Linked DNA regions of Mus musculus: region 1 is linked to region 2. Evidence: chromatin contacts called from public Hi-C data. All regions are on one chromosome and are shown on one strand. Each heading gives the region's core, a stretch centred on a gene start, on an enhancer-like site or on the middle of the called end of the contact. The rest is flanking DNA. Distances are from core to core; before and after follow the strand shown.

Evidence for each region. A called contact is a pair of places that touch in the nucleus more often than the background predicts.
Region 1: a contact with region 2 is called in a Hi-C map of uterus, with 1.7 times the contacts expected there. The contact joins the enhancer-like site here to the promoter of Pnpla6 in region 2. A contact is called at or near these places in 3 of 39 promoter capture datasets (the 3T3-L1 cell line, hippocampal neurons and liver), 2 of 484 Hi-C or Micro-C datasets (CD4 T cells and uterus), 7 of 115 datasets of contacts at active chromatin or transcription factors (bone marrow-derived macrophages, embryonic stem cells and memory CD8 T cells) and 3 of 9 other capture datasets (adipose tissue, liver and pancreatic islet).

Annotation. Positions count from the first base shown.
Region 1 is chr8:3,373,199-3,380,028 of GRCm38.p6, reverse strand. All of the region lies in intron 2 of Arhgef18 (rho/rac guanine nucleotide exchange factor (GEF) 18), which reads right to left. Among named protein-coding and RNA genes, the nearest start is that of Gm30369, 21 kb to the right of the region's middle. Within about 2 kb of position 2,943, at least 21 of the 459 cell types and tissues checked have an H3K27ac peak or open chromatin away from gene starts, as enhancers often do. A contact at or near this core is called in adipose tissue and uterus, where this site is marked.
Region 2 is chr8:3,510,825-3,517,493 of GRCm38.p6, reverse strand. It overlaps Pnpla6 (patatin-like phospholipase domain containing 6), which reads right to left and starts at 2,083. Exons shown (of 35, transcript NM_001122818.3): 1 at 1,938-2,083; 2 at 926-984; 3 at 745-813; 4 at 330-417; 5 at 87-169. The coding sequence starts at 949. It overlaps Mcoln1 (mucolipin 1), which reads right to left. Exons shown (of 14, transcript NM_053177.1): 10 at 6,579-6,669; 11 at 5,684-5,806; 12 at 4,629-4,844; 13 at 2,581-2,711; 14 at 2,262-2,480. The coding sequence ends at 2,444.

The sequences.
Region 1 (6,830 bases), core at 1,694-4,193, 140 kb after region 2:
CATTGTATATTGGAAGAATGTGACCTGCTTTTTGGTTTTGATTTTACAGGAGGGTACAGTATCACGAGTTTTAGTAGAGACTTTGGACTTTTAAACAATGTTGAGACTGTGATAGATTATGGAGACTTTTGAAGATGAACTTAATACATGTTGCTGTAAACATGATATAAGTATGGGGAGTGGATTATCGTGGTTAGAATAAGAATACCCCCATAGGGTCATATATTTAAATGGTTAGTCACCAGGGAGGACATTATTTGAAAGGATTAAAAGGATTATGAGGTGTGGCCTTGTTGGCAGGGATGTGTTCTGTGGGGTGGGCTTTGAGATATCTTCTCTTCTCTTCTCTTCTCTTCTCTTCTCTTCTCTTCTCTTCTCTTCTCTTTTTTTTTTGTTTTTGTTTTTGTTTTTGTTTTTCGAGACAGGATTTCTCTGTGTAGCCCTGGCTGTCCTGAAGCTCACTCTGCAGACTAGGCTGACCTTGAATTCAGAAATCCACCTGCCTCTGACTCCCAAGTGCTAGGAGCTGGGATTAAAGGCATGTGCCACCACTTCCTGGCTTTTTTTTTAAAGATTTATTTATTTATTATATATAATACAGTGTATCTGTCTTCAGACACCCCAGAAGAGGGCATCAGATGTCATTATGGATGGTTGTGAGCCACCATGTGGTTTCTGGGATTTGAACTCAGGACCTTCAGAAGAGCAGTCAGTACTCTTAACTGCTGAGCCATCTCTCCAGCCTGGGATTTGAGATTTTAAAACCCCATGACAAGCCTAGAATCAATCTCTCTCTCTCTCTCTCTCTCTCTCTCTCTCTCTCTCTCTCTCTCTCTCTCTCTCTGCCTATAGGTCATGATGTAGCTCTCAGCTACTGCTCCAGCATCTGCCTAAATATTGCCAGGATTACAATGGAGGAAACCTCTGAAATTGTAAATAAGCCTCCAGTTAAATGCTTTCTTTTATAAGAGTTTCCTTGGTCTTGGTTTCTCTTCACAGCAATAGAAGAGTGACTGAGACATATGCCTAGCCTGGGATTCAAGGTTTCACTTTCCCCAAAGGCAGCCATGCTGGATCTCTATGCTTTTTAGTCAGAGTCACAGATGTATGCATAGGCTACATTTCACTCGTGTGTGTGTGTGTGTATGTGTGTGCACTCATGCACTCACACATATGTGTAGGTGTATGTGTGTTTGTGTACTGGTATGTGGAGGAACATTGCATAGTGTATGTGCATGTAAATAAAGGTCAGAGGGTCAACTTTAGTCAGTTTTCCTCAGGGTCTTATCTTGTTGCTGTGATAAAATACTAAATGTCTAACACTATGTGTCTAAATCAAGTTCAGGGAGAGAGTTTATTTGGCTTATAGTCCTAAGGAATGGCATCACCCACAGTCGGTTGAGCCTTTCCTTTTCAGCAAATACGATCAGAGGAAGCCCCTTAGACATGCCCACAGGCTAACCCACTGTAGGCAATCCTTGATGGAGACTTTATTCCCAGATGTGTCTACATTGTGTCAACTCAACAATCAAAAATAACCATTGTAGGTACCATCCACCTTGGTTTTTGAGAAACGGTCTGTCAGGCCTGAAATGCATCCATTTGTCCATGTTAGTTGGACACAGTGATCCATAGGGATCTGTCTGTCTCTCCCCCTCCAACACTGGGATTACCAGCTTGTGCTGCAACTAACTCCAGGCTATTCTGTTTTACGAAGGCTCCTGGTATATGATCTCAGGCCCTGGCGCTTGCATAGCAAGGACTTTACCAACTGAGCCATCTCTGCAGCCCACGTTACATTGTGTTTATTTGTCTTTTAGCTATTGTGAGTCATGGCTGAGGAAAGGCTGGATCACACTCACAGGTGTCTATTTGTGATCTGTGTTCAGTGTTTTGCTTGCTTTGTTTCTCAGTCCAGCTCTGCTGGACTGCTCTGGGTGATGGGAACTCACTAGCCTCAGACTTGCAAACCTCAGGTCTCCTGACTTCTGTACTGCGACTACAGACATGCAGTTTCTCAACTGGCCACCGGCCCCACTTTCAATTATTCTCTCTCTCTCTCTCTCTCTCTCTCTCTCTCTCTCTCTCTCTCTCTCTCTCTCTCTCCATTTATTTGTTTGTTCCTACATCAGAGGACAACTTGTAGAAGTCTGCTCTCTCCTTCTACCATGTGAGTCCTGGAAGTGGAATTCAGGTTGTCAGGGTTTGGTGGCAAGCTCCCTTACCTACTGAGCACTCTTGCTGACCTTCCTTTCAGTTCTTTTATGTGTATACCCAGAGGCAAAATGTCTACATGTCATAGTGGTTCTCTGAGCTTTAAGGGGGTAGCTGAGCACTCTATCATGAAGCTAGCAGTGTGCGTGTGCATGTGTGTGTGTTGACACAGGGTCTGTCACTGAACCTAGAACTTATATTGTTTTGGCTGGTTGGACAGTTAGCCCTGTGATTTCCCTCTGCAAGGGCTGGAGTTAGAGACATACACCACCATGCGTCTTTTTTTTTTTTTTTTTTTTTTTTATGTGGGTCCTGAGGATCTGAATTCTGGGCTTCATATTTGTGAAGCAAGTGCTTTAAAACTGAGCCATCTCCCCAGCCCACTCTTCCTCCCTCTGTTCTTAAATGCCACATCTAGGTTTCATTCAGTCAAACAATCACAGAATGGATGTGGCTGGGCCGGAGTGACCCTGTCCTTGCTCTCCTAAGGCTTTGCTTGCAGTCTTGTTTCAGATCTTGCCTATCCCCTGGATTGCTCCACTCCTGGTCCTGATGCATGGACAACCTCGCGTGGGCTTCCATCTCTCACTGCTGCTTCCCCATAAGGTTTCCTTGTATCTCTGCTTTTCATCTCCCCATAAATATAAACATGTCAGGATGAGCTCTGGGCTGGTGCTGGGCTCCCGCCTTTTCCAGTGTCTGGCCTCTCTCATCACAGGCAGAGGTGGGAGCCAGGCCAGAGCTTGGAAGGAGGGTTCTGGGAATCGAAAGCACAGCCTGTCCCAGCTCCTAGCCAGCAGGCACGCTGGAAGGAGGGAAAGCCCGGCCTCTCCTTTGCTGGAAGCTTGAACTTTTTCAGACTCATTTCCCTGGGCGAGAAAAGAGGGAACCCGTCCGCTGGGGGCCTTCCCAGAGATCTAGGTAAACACTGTCCCAGGCCTGACACCCTGCAAGCAGATCTAAGAAATCTCTGCTCCTGCTCCACAGACTCAGGGAGCCTTGGGCTGGCCCCAGCCCCCACGAAATTTCTGCTGAGTTCAAAGTAGAGACATCCCAAGCTTCCTCTTGGGCTACCACATGCGGTCTCATAATACACTTTATTTTTTGCAGTGCTGGGGCTGGGGGTGGGGAGACCCAAACCCTTGAGCATGCTAGGCAAATCTTCTATGACTGAGTCACACCCCCATCCCTTCATAGGGAACTCTAGGGAGTGACCCCACCTCTGAGAAACACCTCCAATTCTTGGGTGTTGTTTGAAGACAGGCTTTACTATGTGGTACAGACTACCTTCAAATGTAATTAGTTACTTATTTCACTAGCTCTTAGGAAGAGAGAGCTCACTGAAGACCATACAACTTCAACTGCACAGTGTCTCTATTTCTATTTTGCCATGGAACAAAGTATCTTAGTTTCAAACAAACAGCAAACAATCAAGGCAGATTTGTAAACCCAAAGCCTGCAGGCCCCCCCTCCCCCCCAAAAAAAGTTGAGCCCTGACGTAATAAATGCAGGTGGAAAATTCCACATGTGACAGATGACAATCAAAATGCAGTGATCAGGCACCAGAAAAATGGTTCAGCAGATCAAAGCATTTGCTTCCTTAGCCCAACGACATGAGTTCAATCCCTGAGAACCACAAGTGCAGCAGCACTGGAGCAAAATGAATAAAAAATACCATGAAAAAATTTAAAGAGCAAAACAAAACAGGTTGGATATATCAGCAGTGAAAAGCAAGCATTGCTGTTGTAGAAGGTGATTCTGTTCTCATCACCCCTATGGCCCATATGCACATATGGAATATAACTGCACATAATGTACAATAGCCAGTGACTTCAGCTCCAGGTGATCTCTTGCCCCCTGCTGGCCTCTGTGGTCACTGCACTCATGTGCACAAACTTCTACATAAATAGGCTTAATTTAAAAGTACCCTCTCACCCCATGCCACACACCCACAACACAAACAAATACAGAGATAAAGAGTAGCATATGAAATACCTTTAGGCCATGTGTATTAAGTATACATGAAACATCAGTGAATCTAATGTTCAGACAGGGTTTCATTCCCAAATTATCTTATTAGGTTTACACAAATATTCCCAAACTGGAAAAGTCCAAAATCGGGGCTGGGGAGACAGCCTGGTAGGTAAATTGCTCTCCCAACAAGGATGAGAACCTAATTTGATTCCCAACAGTCACATAAAAGTCACAATGTGGTGGCTCCTTCTGTAACTTCATTGACTGGGGAGGGCAGGGATAAGAGGTAACCATCAAGTTCCCCGAATACATGAACTTCAGCTCCAGTGACAGACCCTGTCTCAAAAAGTAAGATGGAGAAAATTGAGAAGTATCCTCAGCTCTGACCTCTGGCATGGACGCACATCCACACATACCCAGACATGTTTATACAGATGTAAAATCAAGCCAGGTGAGGTAGCTCATATGAGACTATGTATCAGCCAAACCACACATATACACAGTTCTGTCTGGTGGTACATGCCTAAAATCTCAGCACCAGAGAGGTGCAGGAAGATTAGTATTTCAAGGTCATCTTTGGTTAGTTAGTGAGTTTGAGACAGCCTGGGCTACAGGAGACCCTCCCTGCCTTATAGAAACAAGCACACAGGGCAGTTGGGAGAAGGCACAGTGTAAGAACCAGAGTTCAGACTCTCAGAATCCATCTGAAAGCAGGATAGGTGGGTGGGGCAGCCCCACTATAATCCAAGTGTATGGGAGGCAGAGACAGGAAATCCCCAGAGCAAGATGGTTAGCTCCAGGTTCAATGAGATATCCTGCCTCAATGTATAAGGTTTGAGTGATTGAGAAAGACATCCACCATCAAACTTGGACTTACATCTGTGAACACATGCATACCCCAATACACACCCCCCAACACACTCCCCAACACACACACACACACCAACACACACACACATACCAACACACATATACACACCAACACACACCAACACACACATACACACACATACCAACACACATACACACACCAACACACACCAACACACACATACACAGCAACACACAAATACACAGCAACACACACACACACACACACACACACACACACAAACAAATAAAGAAAACTAAACCCAACCATTTTTGGGTAGGGCACTTAGCCTGTTTTGTTTTGGCGCTGGGGATTGAATTGGAGTGTGGCCTGCTAGTGCATACTCTACCACTGACCTACATCCCAACACTCATTTGTTACTTTTCAGTTCTTCTAAGATAGGTGTGTACATTTGCAGCAGATGTTCAGATTGTCTTCATGTGTGTCCCTTAACAATTGGAGCGAGGGTTGTCTCTGACTCTGTTGCTTGCTATTGGAGTTCCTACCCTAACTGGACTGCCTGGTTGGGCCTCAGTGGGAGAGGATGTGCCTAGTTCTGCTGGGACTAGATTTCCCAGGTCAGGGTGGTACCCAAGAAACGCTCCCATTCTCTGAGGGGGAGAGGAGCCGGTAATGGGGGGAGGGATTTGTAAGGGTGAGACTGGGAGGAGAAGAGGAAGAGGGGCTGTGATTGGGATGTACAGTGAATGAATAAATAAATTATTGAAAAAATATGTTTATGATGGGTAGATTTTTAATTTTTACATGACTTTTTCATTTTCAATGCTTGTGAAGTATGTATTTATTTTTATTCTTTTTTTACTTTAATTATTTTTATTTATTCACTTTGCATCCCATTCACTGCCCCCCTCCCAGTCACCCCCTCCCTCAGTCCTTCCCCTTATCCCCTTCTCCTCTGAGCAGATGGGGTCTCCTCCCACCCTGGCACATCAAATCTCTGCAGGGCTAGGCACATCCTCTCCCATTGAGGCCAGACAAGGCATCCTAGTTAGACAAACATATCCCACAGACAGGCAACAGCTTTTGGGGTAGTCTTTGCTCCAGTTGCTTGGGATCCACATGAAAACCAAGCTGCACATCTGCTATGAATGTGTGGAGAGGCCTAGGTCTAGCCCATGTATGCATTTTGGTTTGTGGTTCAGTCTTTGAGAGTGCCCAAGGGCTAGTTGACTCTGTTGGTCTTTCTGTGGTGTTCCTATTCCTTTCAGGGCCTGCAACCCTTCCCCCTATTCTTCCACTAGAGTCCCCAGGCTTGTGATGATTAGTTTTAATTGTCAACCTGACAACACAGAATCACCTGGGAAGAAAGCTTCGGTGAGGAATTGGGTTGGTTTGCGGGCATATCAGTGGCGATTGTCTTAAGTTAATTGGCAATTCACTGTGGATGGCACTGTTCTCTAGGCAGACTGGATAAATTTAAATGAGGACAAAGAGGAAAACAAATGTCCTGGTTAGTTTCTATTGTCAATTTGGCAAAACCTAGAGTCACCTAAGAATAGGGAGCTTCAATTGAGGAATCGCCCAGATCAGATTGGCCTGCAGTCATACTTGTGAGAGATTGTTTTGACTGATGATTGGTATGGGAGGGCCCATCCCACTGTGGGTAGCACCACCCCTAGGCACATGGGCCTGATTTGTGCAAGCAATCGAGCTGAGCATGAGACAGAAAGCAAACCAGTAAGCAGCATTCCTCCATAGTCTCTGCTTCAGCTCCTGCTTGAGTTTCTGCATTTTCTTCCTTCACTGATGA
Region 2 (6,669 bases), core at 834-3,333:
GAAGGCAGAGAGGGTCACTAACGTGTAAATAGGAAAGGGCTGGGCTGCTGTGGTCAGCCAGACCAGCAGTAGGTCTTGGAACTCACCTTCCGCATAATCTTCCGGCCATAGAAAAGCACTTTGTCCCGCTTCCGGAACCGATACCGGGGACCCTCCGGGGCTGGAGTTTCTGGGGATTGGGGACGGGGAAGGGGGTGGAGGGAAGATGGTGCTTTGAGCTCCACGCAGGCTTCAACAAATCCCCACCCCAGCCGCTTGGTTTCTCCAGGTTTTGCAGCTTCCCCTCCATCCCTATAGTATTCCCTCAAAGGTTCCCCCCGAATCCTCACTCTGCACCCGCAGCCTTCGCACCACCAAGAGGATGAGCACGGCGGTGACCAGCACCGCCACTCCGGCCCCGATCATCACGCCCAGCACCTGCGGAACGAACGGCACAGGCTGGGCAACGCATATCCGTCTCCCCAAGCCCTCCTCCAGGGTCTTTTGAATCACCTCTGCCCCGGAGGAGGTTGTATTCAGTTCGTGACTCGGTGTCCCCATCTGCAGAATGGGTCAATGCGGTTTCCTTCCCATCCCCCTACGTGGGGGGAGCAACTAAGCCTTCCGAGAGACTAGGTCTCCCGCTATGCATGCCGGGAAACGTAGTTTCACCTGCACATGCCTGGTTCTCGGAGAGAGAATCGCGTGGTGCACGGCAAGACCGCCGGGAGTTGTAGTCCGGTACAAAAATTCCCCAACTCTTACCATTCCGGTTTGCAGTGGGGCCTCCATCGATTGTTTCGGACTAGGTAGCAGGTCTTGTAGCCTGCAGTCCTGGAAATCGAGGAGCAAAAGGGACCAGAACAAGATGTCAATCAAGCCTACCCAGCAGCGCCTACAGGCTCCTTACCCCTAGCTCGTCTCACAAGCCACGCCCCCTAGATACCTTTGGCTGGAGTGACTCCTCCATTCGCCGGGGTTGGGGTGAGAGCGTCTAGAGGGGTACTGCTAGACAGAAGGATAGGGGCAAGTTGATTTCCCCGCCCAGATCAAGGGATGAGACCAGCCCCCAGCTCTTTGTCCTACTTCACTTATGCATAAGGCGGACCAGACTCCGTAACGTTTTCATCTGCACCCTGTGGCCAAAAGGGTAGCCGTCCTGGCACCCACAGTCAGCAGCTCGCTGGCAGGTGCCCTTAAGCCATGATCTCTTCTGGCAGTGGTTCCTTCCTTAGCCTGGCCTTCCGTATGTCTGACTACTCTTGATTAACCAACCCTTAGGCGAGACCCCTTCCTACACCCTGTAAAGACGCGATGTCTCACTCCAGAAGAAACCAGGACCTGTAAGCCAGGAGGCTGAGGGACAATTGGACTTTGGGCTCCTGACCCAAGCCTGGGCCCATCAAGGAAGCTGGGGCGTGCACTGGAAGCACTGCTGTGCAATCTATTGAAAAGGGGGCTCTAGGGCCATCGGAGTAAGATGAGCTCCCAAAGTGTTATAGGCTCGGGCTTGGAGATTTAACTGTCACGTAAAAGGAAAGTTACCGGGTCTCGCGGTGCGGAGCATCCCTGGGATTAGTGAAATGATGCAGGATGTGTAACCAGGGACGCCGGAATTGGGGGAGGGTAGGAGGAACGACGCACTGGAAAGTTACTGAGATCCGGAGATACACATAACTACTTAGGAGTCTAGGAGCTTCCAGGAAGATACCGGGGAAGGTAGGAACGCTACCGGGACTCTCCTGGGACGCTGGAGATCTTTCTGATGCCTTTAGACTATTATTAATGGGAATTTAGAAGGATCGCAGGGCCCTGAGATGTTACCTGGAAAATTGTTAGATTGACTACTTCCATTCCGTACTCCAGGTCGCATCTGACTACCGATGCGGAAACACCGGGACAAGGAACTTAGGAATGGGGGTGGGGTGGTATTGGAGCATCAAAAAGTCGGGACCTACCCGGAATCAGGACAAATCGATCCGGGGCAAAGCTGAAGCTCTCTAACAGTCCTCGAAGGGACACCTTTGCTCGGTCGATGGAAACTCGTACCATTCAGGAGCTGCAACCAGGTCCACCCAGCTTCGGCCAACACCCCTAGTTTTCTGCCCGCTGCCTCAGACGCGGCACCTTTAAATTATTCCGCTGCAGGACACGCCCCATCCCCGCCTCCCGCCATGCTTGGAAGGTCGCACTGCGCCAGCCATGCCTAGTGTGGCGGCCTCTTAAAGGAGCTGACGATTTATGAAAGGGCTGCCTCACCTGTTACAAATTAGACCACCGCATTTACATTCCCTTTTATTTAACAGCCGCCCTACATGCCCTCCCTTTCCCCTGTGTCCGATTCGATCAGCCCAAGCCCTCACAAGGCCTGTCAGACGCAGATCTTTTAAAGCAAATTCTAAAAATAAATAAGCTGGGGTCCCAGCAGTACATGGGGATAAAGTCTAGTGGCAATCATCTTGGATCAGTTCACCAGCAGCGAATGGTCCTCCGGGGAGTCCCTGGAAGAGAGAAATGGAAAAAAGAGGCACCCAGTCTCTCTGGCACACACTTCTTCCCCCAGCCTCTAATCAATCCACAACCCAGATCTGGGGCTCCAACCTTCCACAGCAGCAGAAAAGGCTACAAGCTGAGCCACTGCCACGACGGAACTTGCCAGATGTGGGGCTATCCTGGCACTGCTCGATGTAGGCCTGGAGCTCACTCTTCTCTGTGCCAGTACCTCCTGGGTGCTGGAAAGAGACGATTCCCCGAACTCAGCATGAAAGATGGTCCTGACCTCTAGTGCTCTTTAGGTCCGGCCAACTGGACATCCTGCTGTTGCTCTGATGTGACCACTCTGGGTCTCATTTCTGGACCTTTGCTTTGTGGCTTGCTTCACTGTAGAAATCTTCCCTATCCCCGGATGTGGCCGCAGGTCTCAGGCTCATTGGTTCAGTGCCTTCTGCTGCGGGCCAGAAGCCTAGACTGGTATTTAGTAACCCAGCATCTCAGCTGGAACAGTGTAAAAGAGTTAGTGGGCATAAGGCCTGAACTCCTGCATCCACGGGTCCTGCGTGATATCCAAGTGTTGCAGCGAGACTCAGTGTGGCTGCTTAGGGCCTGGGTGACAGTAATGTACCTGTGGTAGAGCTTCTATCCATGTGGGAAAGAGTGCACACATCCACTGCCAGTGCCTCAGAATGAGGCAGAGTCCCCGAACATTCTCCCTGTGACTTCCTGGCACCACTGCTATTTCTCCAGGTCCTTTCTGCCTCCCAGTCTTTGGATGTTCCTTTCTACAAGTATGCTCTTCCTCGGGCTCCCATCTCCTCAATCTAGAATTCTCAAGAGATGAAGGGAATGTCCCAAGCAGCCACCTAGCTGCACTGACTTTTGGATAGTTATGTATATTTGCCTTGTGTGTGTGTGCATGTGTATGTGTGTGGTGTCTTATAGGGTACAAAGAAGAAGTAGCATTCCTGCAGGCTGTAGTTTCCTAGATGAGAGCACAGAGGACTGTGGGGTAGCAGGGAGGCAGAATTTACCCAGCAAACATCTTGTAAGGAGTCTGGGGGGCTGGGTATCAAGGAGAATCAAGTGGTCATTGTCTATCTAGTGATAGTGAGGAATATGAATGGTCTGTGTATGGACAGCAAGTAGCAATAGGTATAGAGGAAACATGGAGGGTTGTACAGGGGGACCCTGTTGTCCCTGCTGTAGTTGGGTATTAGGGTGGTCTTGAAAAAGCCCCTAAGCTGAATGTGTGTCTCAGCTGGTAGAGTGACTGCATAGTATGCAGGAAGTCCTGATTGCTACCCCCAGGACCACATACAATGGAGGTGATAGTATGCATCTATCTATAAGCCCAGCTCTCAGGTGGTGGACACTGGGCAGACGTTCAAGCTCACTCTCAAAGGAAAGATCTTAACAGACATGTGAGAAGGTTCAGAGGGGAAATAAAAGTTTTGCCATCAAACCTGATGACTCCACATGGTGGACGAAGAGAGCTGATTTCCACAAGTCGTCTCTAATTTCCAAACACACTGTGCTGTGCACAACCTCCTCTCACCCCTAAATAAGTAAATGGTTTTTAATAAAAGATGGTATGAGAGAGGGAGGAAGCCAGTGAGATGGTGTGGCAGGTAAAGGCACTTGCTGCAAAGCTGGTAACTTGTGTTCAGATCTATGATCCATACAGTGAAGGAGGAGAACCAATTCCTGTGGTTTGTCCTCTGATACATGTAACATGCATGCACACGCACACACACACACACACACACACACAGAGGGGGGGCACATACACACACACACACACACACACAGAGAGAGAGAGAGAGAGAGAGAGAGAGAAAATACTGGCACATTTTTGTACCCATGAGGGACCATGGGAGCCCGTCCCTTCCTGCCCATCCAACTGAATCCAGTTATGGTACATCCTAGGCTACTCTTCCAGGATGACTCAAACAACCCCAACTACTCCAAACCCAGTTCCTGGCCACTCTTCCTTTGGACTTTATATAGCTTCTGAGTCTTACCTGTTCCAACTATTGTGAAGCCAGGACAACTTTGTGAAGCCAGGCGACTCTTGGAACTCAGGGCTGAAAATGTTCAGGGGAGGGGAAGGGGAAGCCAGGACTCCCAGGGAGGAGATGGTAGAGATGGCTGACCTTGATGGTGTCATAGGCGCCGGTGATGAGTGCAATGAAGAGGCTCAGCACCATGTAGATGAAGAGGCTGATGAAGGAGTAGAGGTACAGCTGGGAGAAGAGCCACACCAGGCTGCTGTGACCCTGCTGGGCCTGCATGGCCGCGAACGTCACAAACATGTCGTCTCCGTTGATGAGTGAGAACAGACACTCAGAAACCATGGACAGCGAGCGGAACTGTAGGCAGTGAGGTAGGTGAGAAGATACATGAGTGGGGGGGGGGCTGTTGGGCTCACTAGGGGTCAGTGGGCAGGAAGATGGCAACTGGGCCCATCTGAGGGTCATCATATCAATACAAGGTCATGGAGTCAACAGAAAGGTCACAGGGTCAAGGGCTGGTTCCTCAGAGGGGCTGACAGGTGGAGTAACACAAACAAGACAGTCATCAGTGACCACAAGAATGACCAAGTTGTAGAGTCAACGTCAGGAGCATTGAGGGTCTGAAGGGACAGAACACAAAACTGCTACAGGGTGCATAGCAGGCGGCTCAGCTGGTAAAGTTCTTGACTAGAAAGCATGAGGTTTCAAGTTTGATCCCCAGCACTTACATAAAAACCTGGGTGTGAAAGCTTGTAATCCCAGCACTGGGGAGGTGGAGACAGGAGGATCCCTTGGAGCTCACAGGCCAGCTAATTTATCCTAATCATGAGCTACAGGCCAATTAGACCCTGTGTGGATATTTTGCCACCTGCTTTTAATCCCAGCACTCTGGAGGCAGACATATGCATGTCTGTGAATTTGAGGCTAGCCTGACTTGTACAGTGAATTCCAGGATAGTCAAGGCTACACTGTGAGACCTTGTCTAGAAACAAAACAAACCTATTAGGTGAATGAATTTTTAGAATGATAGTAAAGGCTGACCTGTGGCTTTCACATACATGTGTATACAGAGTACATACACGTACACACACACACACACACACACACACAAGCACATTTACTTATACAAATGAAAAAAAATACAAAGTCCCTTGATGGTAATTCAACAAACACCCACAGCCCCCAGTATCCCATACCTTCACATGGTAGGGCCCTAGAACGATCCAGCCACAGAAGCAATAGCCCAGGTAGATGACAGCCACACAGCAGCAGAAACGCATGACACTGGGCAGTGCCACTCGCAACGTGGCAATCAAGATCTGCAGAAGGGCAAGGGGACCACAATGAAAGCAATGGCCACAAACCAACTAGCTCTCAGATGGCAGGGAAGGCCTCACCAATGTGGTCAGAAGGGCTGCTCAGAGATTAGACAGGGCAGGACCCAGCTGGGAGGAGTCTAGAACATACCACAGCTGGACTCAGCTGGATGGGACAGGCTCCCGTGGTCCTGCCCAGGTACAAAGACTCGTGTGTCTGTGGTAGGTGGGTATAAGAAAGAGATCTGTGGTTTGGTGATATAGCTCAATTGTAGAGTGTGTAGTATGCACAGAGACTTGAGTTCAATCTCTGGCACTACATAATGACACACAGCTGTCATTCCAGCACTTGGGAGGTGAAGTTCCCAAGGAACTGAAGATCTGAAGTTCAAGGTCATCCTTAACTAGATAGGAAGGCCAAGCAGGGCTACAAAGGATTTTGTCTTAAAAACCAAAAACAAAACAAAACAAAAAAGCTAGGCACATGTCTTTAGGGCCAGCACTTGAGAGACAGAGGGAGCCAGATCTTTGAATTCGAACCCAACCAGATTTACAGAACGAGTTCTAATACTACTGTAGCAAGGGCTACACAGAGGCACCCTGTCTCAAAAAGTGTTTTTTTAATTAATAAAGAAAAAAGCAAGCAAGCAAGCAAAGAAAGTGTTGTGATGAGTCACTGATTGGCAGGAACTAGTGACTGCTTTGTGTGTTTGGGTTTATTTGAGAGGCGTGGGGCAGATACTGCCCAGGTGGGGCTCAGGCACAGGACACTCACGTTGTACTTGTGGAAAAATGTCAGGTAGCGAATGACACCGACCCAGACTAGCAGAGTGGAGGTACCCAAGAGAATACTGCAGACATCATAG